2 separate regions of the Rattus norvegicus genome follow, and region 1 is linked to region 2. Evidence: chromatin contacts called from public Hi-C data. All regions are on one chromosome and are shown on one strand. Each heading gives the region's core, a stretch centred on a gene start, on an enhancer-like site or on the middle of the called end of the contact. The rest is flanking DNA. Distances are from core to core; before and after follow the strand shown.

Evidence for each region. A called contact is a pair of places that touch in the nucleus more often than the background predicts.
Region 1: a contact with region 2 is called in a Hi-C map of hepatocytes, with 2.3 times the contacts expected there. The contact joins two enhancer-like sites. A contact is called at or near these places in 9 of 12 Hi-C or Micro-C datasets (the A7r5 cell line, the Rat2 cell line, Schwann cells and 4 more).

What each region holds. Positions count from the first base shown.
Region 1 is chr6:94,609,050-94,614,272 of GRCr8, reverse strand. All of the region lies in intron 2 of LOC102549102 (a long non-coding RNA gene), which reads right to left. Among named protein-coding and RNA genes, the nearest start is that of Trim9, 19 kb to the right of the region's middle. Within about 2 kb of position 1,777, at least 32 of the 93 cell types and tissues checked have an H3K27ac peak or open chromatin away from gene starts, as enhancers often do. A contact at or near this core is called in hepatocytes, where this site is marked.
Region 2 is chr6:94,476,949-94,482,031 of GRCr8, reverse strand. No RefSeq gene overlaps it. Among named protein-coding and RNA genes, the nearest start is that of Pygl, 3.3 kb to the right of the region's middle. Within about 2 kb of position 1,836, at least 4 of the 93 cell types and tissues checked have an H3K27ac peak or open chromatin away from gene starts, as enhancers often do. A contact at or near this core is called in hepatocytes, where this site is marked.

The DNA of each region.
Region 1 (5,223 bases), core at 528-3,027, 130 kb before region 2:
CCGGTAATCCTGAATGTGCCTGACTTCTCCTTCTCCCCTAAAGAACTTTCTCTCCCTTCTCTCTCCCCGGTTCCTCAGCATTCCTCTGTCACATCTCAGAATAGTAAGCACTCTTCCTGCTGCATATGCATCAAGACATATCTCTTTTTTTGTGCAAATGAATGTTTTAAGAAAAGTGTGAAAATGAACTTCAGTTTCAAAACAGAGACGTTCTAATCAAATATGCCATTATAACAAAACGTCTTCCATAAGGACTCACCGAACAAGATCAGCAGCAGAGAACTGGATTGATTGACAGAAGAAGCCAAGCCTGAAGTCCCTAGAGGTCCCAGAAACTGATGTAAACCACGACAACGGCTTTGATGGGCATGGAGTCTCAGTGCCAAGGCCCAGTGATGAAGCAGGTGAGATGAGCTCTTGGTTTGGCCCTAGGTTTCTGGGGCTGCTCACCGAGTGTTTGTCTAAGGTCAGGAAATCTGTCCTTCTGGGCTGCAGCTCAGATCAAAAAGCCACTGGTGCTATGGCATCTGAGGTAACTGCCTCAGAGGGATGAAGGGACACAAACAAGCAGAGCTACAACACGGTGTGAAGAAAACAGAAGGAGATGTGAGCAGGGAGGCGTTCAGTGTTATACATTCATTTCCACAGTCGGCAGCAGAAGCAGCTTGACTTCCAGGCAAAGCCAAGAGCCCTGCCTTCCAGTCTCCGGCATGTTGAAACGTCACTGGAAATTTAAAATATCTGCGTTCTGTTATCCTTCCAGCCTCCCCTCCCCCGCTTCCTATATCTTTCATCTAGTTTATGCAAGTGAATTATTGTTCTACCCTAGATCTTTCAGCTAGGAAAGCATAAATACTGTCCCTCTTCATTTCTCGACTGTGACAAAGCACCTGAAACAGTGACGGCACCAGCCTTTACAGGACTTTGCTCCTAGGAAGTTCATGGTCAGCCATTAAGACTCTGTGATGAGCAATGCAAAAATGCAACCTGAGGCCTTGTGACGAACACACGAATTCCGAACCCTTAACCCCTTATTCAGAAAATGAATTTCTTCTTAGCATATGAAGATCTGACCAGCCTAGATCCAGTGCATGACTTTAATACACATCTATGAATTTTAATTACACAAATAAGTAAAATATAGATGGGCCACTTTAAATACAAGATGTAGACATATTTCTCATAAGATTATTTCTCTGTATAAAAACGTTAGTAAATTCCAGCGCCAAAATTTATCAGAATCACACTTCTCAATGATCTGAAAATATCTTATTAAAATAAAGCCAAAAAAAAAAAAAACCCCTTTCATTGATTTCTTAGCTTATATTCAATCCACTGACATAAAATACCCCACTGGTGTAAATGAAAACAACATGATTTAAATTTTGTGTGGTATTTCTTAGTGTTGGCTATGGCTTCTATTCCAAAGACAGAGTTACACAGTGTGTTCTCCAAACCAGACTGTCCCACACCATTCAAATCTTTCCTCCTCCTCTACACACACACACACACACACACACACACACACACACACACACACAGGATTTGTCGGTTGCTGGAAGGGGAGTAGGTCCCTGACCTCCAGCTTTCATAGTCCCTATCCCTGGGGAACACCCCAGTCCAGAGCCACTGAGTAGCACCCTCACAGGGGCACTTCTCACTGGAAACAGCAACCTCCTTATGAAACTCAAAAAGGCACAGTATCTCTCTTACACTGCCCTTCAATCTGTTTGCTGGGTCCTCCCAGAGGACCCAGCAGTCACAGCTCAGTGGCCAAGGGCTGGAGGAAGGGCCCAGGCAGAACCTGGAGCTCTAGTGGTTGCCATGGCAGCAGCAGGACTACGTAAAGCTTCCAGAAGCAGATCTGTCTCAAGAGTTTATAACACAGCCATATGCTGTCTGTGTTTAACCTGTGCTGAGGAGGGAGACAGTTCACCGTTTTCCCACTCCCTCTGTCAGCTTGTGCTGAGATTATTTGCTGACACTCTGGAGACACGGGTCAGATGAGGCCTCTGACCCAGGCCCTTCAGGAGATTGTGCAAGAATGAAGGCTTGCTTGGCGCTTGTTTGCTTGGATGGGGTGTGACAAAGCAGACGCTACTGTGTTTAACCATTGGCGAAATGTCTGGTCCTGTGGCAACTGAACACCCTTTACTAACTGCAGAGTGGTTGATCTAAGACAAAAATCGATTCTGCTATAATCATGGGATTACTTAGAAATACTTAGGCCTATCATACAGGCAGTGCAGGGGTGTGCCTTAAATGCATGCTTCCACCTGAACATTTCCCTCCCTCTCCCTCCCTCCCTCCCTCCCTCCCCCTCCCTCCCTCCCCCTCCCTCCCTCCCTCTCCCTCTTCTTCATCCCTCCCTCCCTCCCCCTCCCTCCCTCCCTCTCCCTCTTCTTCATCCCTCCCTCCCTTCCCCGTTTCATTCCTTCCCTTTGGGTCTCTCTACCATTCCATCCTTTCTTCCCTCCCTCTCTCCCTCCCCTATTCCTTCCTCCCCTCCTCTTCATCCCTCCCCCTCCCTCCCTCCCTTTTTTCTTCTTTCATTCCTCACTGTCTCACACATCCCAGGCAGACCTTGAACTTCCTGTGTAGCTGAAACTAACCTTGAACTTCGGATCCTGCTGTGTCTACCCCTCTATCGATGGGAATACAGTCCTGTGCTGCCACACCCTCTGTTTTCTGCAGAGTTGGAAGGGATGAAGGGCCGTGTGCACAGGGGACAAGCAGAAGGGCCGTGTGCACAGGGGACAAGCAGAAGGGCTGTGTGCACAGGGGACAAGCACTCTGCCAACAGAGCTGCATCTGCAACTCTGGGAGGGTTCATCATGGGCTGACCATGGACTTCCCAGCTAAACACCATGCTTGCCTGTGCTCCCCGTGTGTTTCTGGCTAAAGTCAGCATTTGAGTCTGTGCACTCACCAAAGGAGACTGCCTGATTCTGTGTAGGGTATTTTCCTGCCCTCCAAGCTTTGAGGATCTGAATAAAAATCAAGGGGGTGGAGGGAAGGAAGTGCCTTTCCCCTTTCATTGCTGAGCTGACACCCAATTCCCTTCATTTCTATTTTTTTCCTCATTTATTTGGTGCCAAACCAGACGAATGAAAAAAAAAAGGAAATAAAAAGGAAAGGGAAGGACATGACTGCTCCTAGATATGGTGGAGGAGAAAGTTTATTGTAGAGATATGGCAGAGCAGAGCCAGAGGCAGGGACATCTGGGAGAGTCCAGAGTGGACATGACCCTGAGCCAGGCCATGCTGGGAGATAAGGAGGAGAGAGAAAGGGGAACCAGGCACAGCAGCCAGGAGGCCCAATGGTTCAAAGAGAGTGGGTTAACAAAATGGCTGGATTATATAGGAGAGAGCAGCCCAGCCCCCTGGGATAGAATGTTCAGGGTAAGGGCTGAAGAAACTCCATGTGATGCTAGGCATCCGTTTTAGTACCCAATAGCCATTTCTCTTTGGCTCAAGCTCCTGGAAGATAAATTCCCCAACAACCTGGATTCCTGGATGCACCTCCATTTGGTAATGTGCAGCCACGAGCGACTATCTGCTGGGTTATGATGCGACTAACAACTGTGGTTTTGTTTGTTTGTTGCCTCTATAACTCAGCAGACAGTCAAAGATATTTTTGAAGTCACCTTGACCATCCAGACTGGGCAGAGCAGAACAGCTCTTGTGGTTCTCACCTTTAAAAACCTTCCTCAACCATCTCTGCGTGGCATGCCTCTGATTGGCTTAGAGGCCACGGCCCTGCCGGCAGTCTTAATACATTTGGCTAATTGTAATCTAAATGGAGTCTGGGGGTTTTTTCACAGGGGTCTCGGATTGCATACGTCTAGAGCAGGCAAGCTCAATGAACTTAGACTGTGTTGCCAGAGGCTTCATGGAGGAAAGGGTGATTCCTTAAAGGTGCAGAGTTTCTGCTCGGAATGATGAGCAGCCTGTTGCTGTGAAATTAAAAAAAAATAAAATAAAATAAATGCTGACTTTTACCCCGCACTAGATCTGGCACCTCGGTGCCCCAAGATGTCTGGTGGATGTTTTCATCTCAGTCAGCAAAGCGTCTCACCCACTTTGCTCCATCCCATATCACATTGCCGATGGTCATGCTCTGAGCCTGGCAACAATCTCTCTACCCATCCAGTTCCCAAAGAAGGTTGCCACCCGTGCCAGAAATACACATCCCAATTCGGTGGCGGCCTACTGTCTCCAGCCACCATGCACTCTCTTGAACTTAAATCACCACACAAAAGAACACACAACACAATAACCTCTGATCCAATTGATAAGATATAGTTTGCTCATCTAGACATACAAAGCCCTGTACACATCCATCCCTTAAGAACATTCATAACAACCTGTAAATGTGCAGAGAGGACTCTTAACATCTGCCTCCATGTTCTCTAGGTTGCCCCTCTCCTCCTTACTCCAGTCTCCTCCCCCTCTAAAACTTTTCTCCTGCCCATCCATCCTTCTCGTCCAATGACAGGCCTCGTTCTATCGTGTACCTACCTTCACCTGCGTAAGGCACCATCCTACAGCAACCTTTCTGGGCATGGATCCACGGAGCGTTGGCACAACATTGGGAATGTTCTTAATGCCGCTGAGTACTCATTTTACAGAAGTCAAAATGGTAGATTTTAAATTTATTTTTACCAGCATTGTAACAACCAACCAGGTTAAATTTTTTTTGGAATAAGGGAAAAGTGGGATTTATCTAAAGAATGGATTCTCACCTGTAGGCCTGGCCACTTGTTCCAGAGAAAGAGTAACATTTCCAAACTAAGCCCACTTTCTTTTCTATTTGTATTAGTCACGGGAGAGGGGTAGGGTGAGAACTGGCTTCTGTGACTGTAGAGACTGAGGAGTCCCGCCGCCTGCTGACTGCCTGCAAGCTGGGCCTGAGGAAAGCCCATGGTGTCAGCATCTCAGAGCCTGAGACCCGATGGCTGAGGGTGTAAAGCCCAGTCCCAGGGCTGAGGAAGATGGGGGAGGACGCTGTCGGCTCAGCAGTGGAATGGGGGAAAGGCAACTTCTTCCTCCCCTCCCCTTCATTTTATTTAGATTCTCAAGGGCCGCGTGATGGGAAAGCATGCTGAGTGGGACAATCTTCTCTTCTGAGCCACAGACTCAGAGGCTGTCCTCAGCCAGAAATAATGTCTAACCTGGGAAACCCATGGCAACTCAAGTTTACTAACTTAGATCATCAGAAAAC
Region 2 (5,083 bases), core at 587-3,086:
GGGTCTCAGGAGTCCCTCAGCGTCTTATTTTTAACTGTTGTTGTTTTGTTTGTGTCTTTGCGGTGAGGGGTGGATCCTCTGGGCCTGTGCATGCTAGGCACACGCTCTCTCACTGCGCTCGCTCGACGCTAGCCCTAGGAGTCTCCTGTGCGCAATTGATCGAGTGCAAAGATCAAGTAAAGGTATGGGTTCCGGGGCAGCGTGCTTTCACAAAGGCCCCGAGACAAGGAGACAGGAAGGTCAGCTCTTGAACATGTTGCACCACAATGGTCTGTGGAAACCCTGAGTTTACCACACTTGCCACTCCCTTCCCTGGGCAGGATTTGCTAGTGTCTCCCTGCACAGTTTTTCCAGACTTAATCTTCTCATTGTTCCCTTACATAGTTAAGTGAGGTTTGGGGGTTGGAATTTCATTTGTTTGCTTGCTTTGTGTCTTTTTGAAGCCCAAATCTTGTTGTATTCCTAGTGATAACAGAGGGTAAAGTCAAACTATGCATGTAATACAGCTGTGCATGGCATGCAGCAATATATGTGTGTGTTTATACATGTGTATATGTGTGTATGTGTATGAATATATGTGTATATGCATGTATATAGTGTGTGTATGTGTCTATGCATGTATATAGTGTGTGTATGTGTATATATGTGTGTGTATAGTGTGTATACATGGGTGTATACATGTGTGCATATATATGTGTATATGTGTATGTATGTGTCTACGTGTGTATATATGTGTGTGTATGTGTATACATGTGTGTGTGCCTGTGTGTGTGTGCCTGTGTGTGTGTGCCTGTGTGTGTGTGTGTGCCTCTGTGTGTGTGTGTGTGTGTGTGTGTGTGCCTCTGGGGTTCTACGGCTGCTCAGACTTGTCCAGGATTCGATCGTCAGTCCCTGGGTTCTCTGACATGCCCAGACTACCTGTTGATTCTACGTAGTCTCCAGGCTCTTCACTCTAAAACTAGTGGCCTAATACTCCCTCCACAGCCCAGTGAATCTCACACCATCTTCTCCAGATGGTTGGCCCACCGATTAACTTGCAATTCCAACCTGGGAAGCTCATGACTTCCTCACAGAAAACACGCATGCGCACATGTATAGGTGTACACACACTTGGTAACATAGCTCTTCAAGGGGCACAGAAAAGACAGTGAGGAGAAAATGAACACCGTTTAGTATTACAAAAGGCACGTTTTCATCTCGGTGATGCCTTTAGCATTTCCTGGCCTTGGCCATCCATCTCTCTTCCAAAACAAGTTGACTCGAGGACTAAAAGGCCAGAGCATCCTGATTTTGCATCATCAGACATTGGGACCCTAATTCTCTGGGGTCACCAAACTTTGTACTGGCATATTAAAACCATCCATGATTTGAGGGACAGGTTATACATCTCTCCGGCCTTTCAGAAACTCCCCCTGGACCACATCAAAAAGGCCCAGCTACGGTACTAAGGAGCAAATTAAATATGACAGGAAATGAAAGCACCAGGAAGTGGGTTTGCTCCAAGATAAGCAGATACGCTCAAGTTTAACAACACCGGTCACGGTCACAGCCAACTACAGGGAAGTAGTATTCAGACAGCCCTTGTGCCGTGTGCCCACGGGGTATTTGGCAGTCTAACAAACCCAGGCTCTCGGTTGTCACTGTAAATGTTTAAAACAGCAGGGTGTAGATGCGAGTGCCGGCTGTTGCATGCATGCACTGAATGCATGGATTAGAGTGTATTTACTTCTGCTCTCTGAGCATAAAACATGGCTCTGTTATTACATTGTCCTCCTCTACAAGCCATGTGACCTGTATGTGGGGCCACTTTGGGCCATTTCCCTGGGCTTCAGAACTGATTAAAAGCAGGTCAAAAGGCCAATCTAGAGCACAGAGCCGTCCAAGTGAACGGAGGACATGGTTAGCTGAGGCTCAGTTAGTTAAACTCACGTTTACTCAAATCCCAAAGGGTTTGGAGACGTGAAATCTCTCCAATCAACTTAGGGAGTGGTCTCGAGCAGATCCAAGAACCTGACCTGAGAACCTGTAAGCCTCAGTTCCCTCATTGGTAAAGTGGAGGGAAAGGCAGAAATTGCCCCACCACACTGCTGAAAGGATCCCATGGAGCAGGGTACACTGGGAGCCTAACCGGAACAGCTGGGTGCTATGCCTCAGGAGACACTGAGGCAGGAGGTCCTTATGTGTCTCAGGCCAGTGTAAGCTGTAGTCTGAGACACTGCCTAAGACAGACAGAAACTTGGTCTAACCAGAATCCCTGGCAATTCTTTAGTTTTAGTTTGGTGGCTCTGAACAGGGTATATAACCCTGCCTTGAGACCCGGAAGACATCAAGTTATCTTTATCTTGTGTCTTTCTGGGATGTGCCTCTTGGCCACCTGCTTCTGAGGACAGAACCACCCTGGGGCTCTGAACTCTTCCCTCTCTGTGGTGTTTGCACAAACACAGTGCCAATGACTGAGCACATTCCCAACACTCCTCTGACAGCTGACTTGTCTCACAACTGCCCTGTGGCCTTACGGGCAGGTCTTCCTGGGACTCAGTAATCTGGAACAAGTCTATGGCCTATTCCCTCCCTTTCTCCTTCATGGGGTCACACTTGGATCTGACTGCACTCGATTGGCCAGCCTGGCTCCCTCCTGGCTAGGTGTCCCATGGCCATTTGCCCTAGGAAGAGCCTTGTGGGTCTAATCCTGTCCCCAGTGTCTGCTTCTCTGAAGACCTGAACCAACACAGGTTCCCATGGTTCTGTTCTGCCAGTAAGCAGCTTGTGCTTGTCCAGGGAGGCCTGGAGAGGCTGTTCAGCCATTCACAGAAGCCTTTTCATGATGGCAGTAGGAGAGGCAGTGGGAAGAGAGCAGAATACAGGTAGGTCTTTGTTGCTGCTGCGAGCTTGTGGGCAAGGTAAACCTGGTGTATTTTAGAAAGCCGTGGTGGTTTAAAGGTGAGTTCTTTAAAAATAGTAACCTCCTTGGTCCAGTAAGTTAACTCTCCCTAGCCTAGGACATAAGGAACAGACGGTAGATTTGGAAGGGAACTGGAGTCTACCTTGGTTCTCAAGCACCACATGTCAACACCACACTCCAATCCCCCTTTCTGTTTTCCTTTTTGTTTGTTTGTTTCTTTTTTTCTTCCTTTCTTTCTTTCTTCCTTCCCACTCACATGCCAACCTAGATGGATTTTCTAGATACAAATTTACTTTAACATAAAATTTAGAAAACAAAGTTTTGATCAGGACGTAAACTAGGAAATCACCATTTTCCCAAACTGAGAGCAATGCCATTAATTACTAGCTAGGTATTGAAACCGAAAGATCGCTAGAGTCTAGCAATAAAAATAGATTAGCCAGTGTCACGACTCGGTAGACGGTGTCTAAAGGAGCAGTTAGAAGAAGGTGCTGTCTGCAGAGTACTTGGTGCCATCTGCTATGATCATGTCCTCTTTTACGTGTGTGTGTGTGTGTGTGTGTGTGTGTGTATGTGTGTGTGTGTATGTGTGTGTGTGTGTAGGTCAGAAGTTACTTTGAAGGCTGTTTTTCAGTCACAATCCATGGTTTGCTTTTCTTCGTTTAAAGTCAGGGTCTCACAGTAGCCTAGAATTATCAAATATACCAGGTATTGCCTACCTTTGCCTCCTCAGCTCTGGGGTTATAACACTCTGCACTGCCCAGCTTTTCTGTGTTCGGGCTCCATGTCGGGCACTTTACCCACTAAGTTATCTCCTCAGTCCAGTCATATCCTCTTTAACATGTTGGCAGCATCGTCCCTCCTCACGTTCTATGGCTGGAACGTTATGAGGTCTACTTTTTTCCATGTAGAAGGAATGTTTAACCCAGGGAACAGGGCGGGCTCACTGACTAGAACCAAATCAAGAAGATAATGTGCCCGTTGTTATCCTTGCTCCCTGAAAGAATCCTGTCCCCTTCAAGAAACAGGAGAGCTAGGACCCACCTGCAGGAGGACATCCCTGGCAAAACTAGAAAGTTGCCTTTGCCTTTGGAATCTCCAAAGTTTGGACAGTCCATGACAGCAGAGGGATTATGGTGGTGGCAGCCTGAGGGGTTGGCCACATTGCACCACAGTCAGAGAGAGGCGAGCACTGTTGCTTTCTCCCGTTACTCATTCCGCAACCCTTTCCCACGGGATGGTACCGACCACCTTCAAAGTAGGTCTTCCTTTCCTCATCTTTGAAAACACCCTCGCCTGCCCAGAGCCATGCCTGCTTATCCTTATTCCAACTCCAGTCAAGTTCACAATGAAGATTCATTACCACAGAACTCAAAGATGTCAACTTTAACAAAATAAATAAATAAATAAACAAAACCTGCTAGGTTTTGCAATTCGCCAGAGGACCTTCTCACTCAGGTTCCCCTCACACCTCCCCACGTGGCTCTTAAGTCAAGCATTCTGACCAAGCTCCGCACTCACTCTTAGCTCTGGATATTTATGTCTTGTTCAACTCCAACCCTTTCCCTATTTCATAGGGTCATTTTCATCTGTCCCAAAGGCTAGAGACAAAATCCTGGAAGCTGGAAGGATCCAGATCTGAAAACACAGCCAGACCTGTGAGAGTAAAACTTTCATTTTTAGGGTAATAGCTGTTTTGGTATGAATTAAGTAACCAAACTCCTAGTCTGATCTTTACTCAAAATAATTAGCTTTGTTTAAAAAGAAAAAAGAAAGAAGGAAGGAAGGAGTGACAGACAGAAAGGAAAGCAGGCAGGCAGGCAGGCAGGCAGGGACCCTCTAGATGGCTCAGCAGGTCAAGGCAGCTGCCGACAAGCCTGGCCACTCGTGACCCACCCCAGCAACCATCATGAAAGACCAGAGAACCAACCCTGGACCTCTATGTGTCTGTGTGCACATTTGAGGACACACACATACAATCACACACATACATTTTGAAAAGAAATCTGACATCTTAACATGCCTCATGTTTACTTTTCCAAAGTTTAAACACCGTCACATCCAGATCTGGTGTTAAGATCACACACCAGTGTTTCTCCTGAACATAGCAACTGGATCTTTGAGTGCTCTCTTTCTCCCTCCCTCCCTCTCCCCCAACACACACACGTACACACGCACACA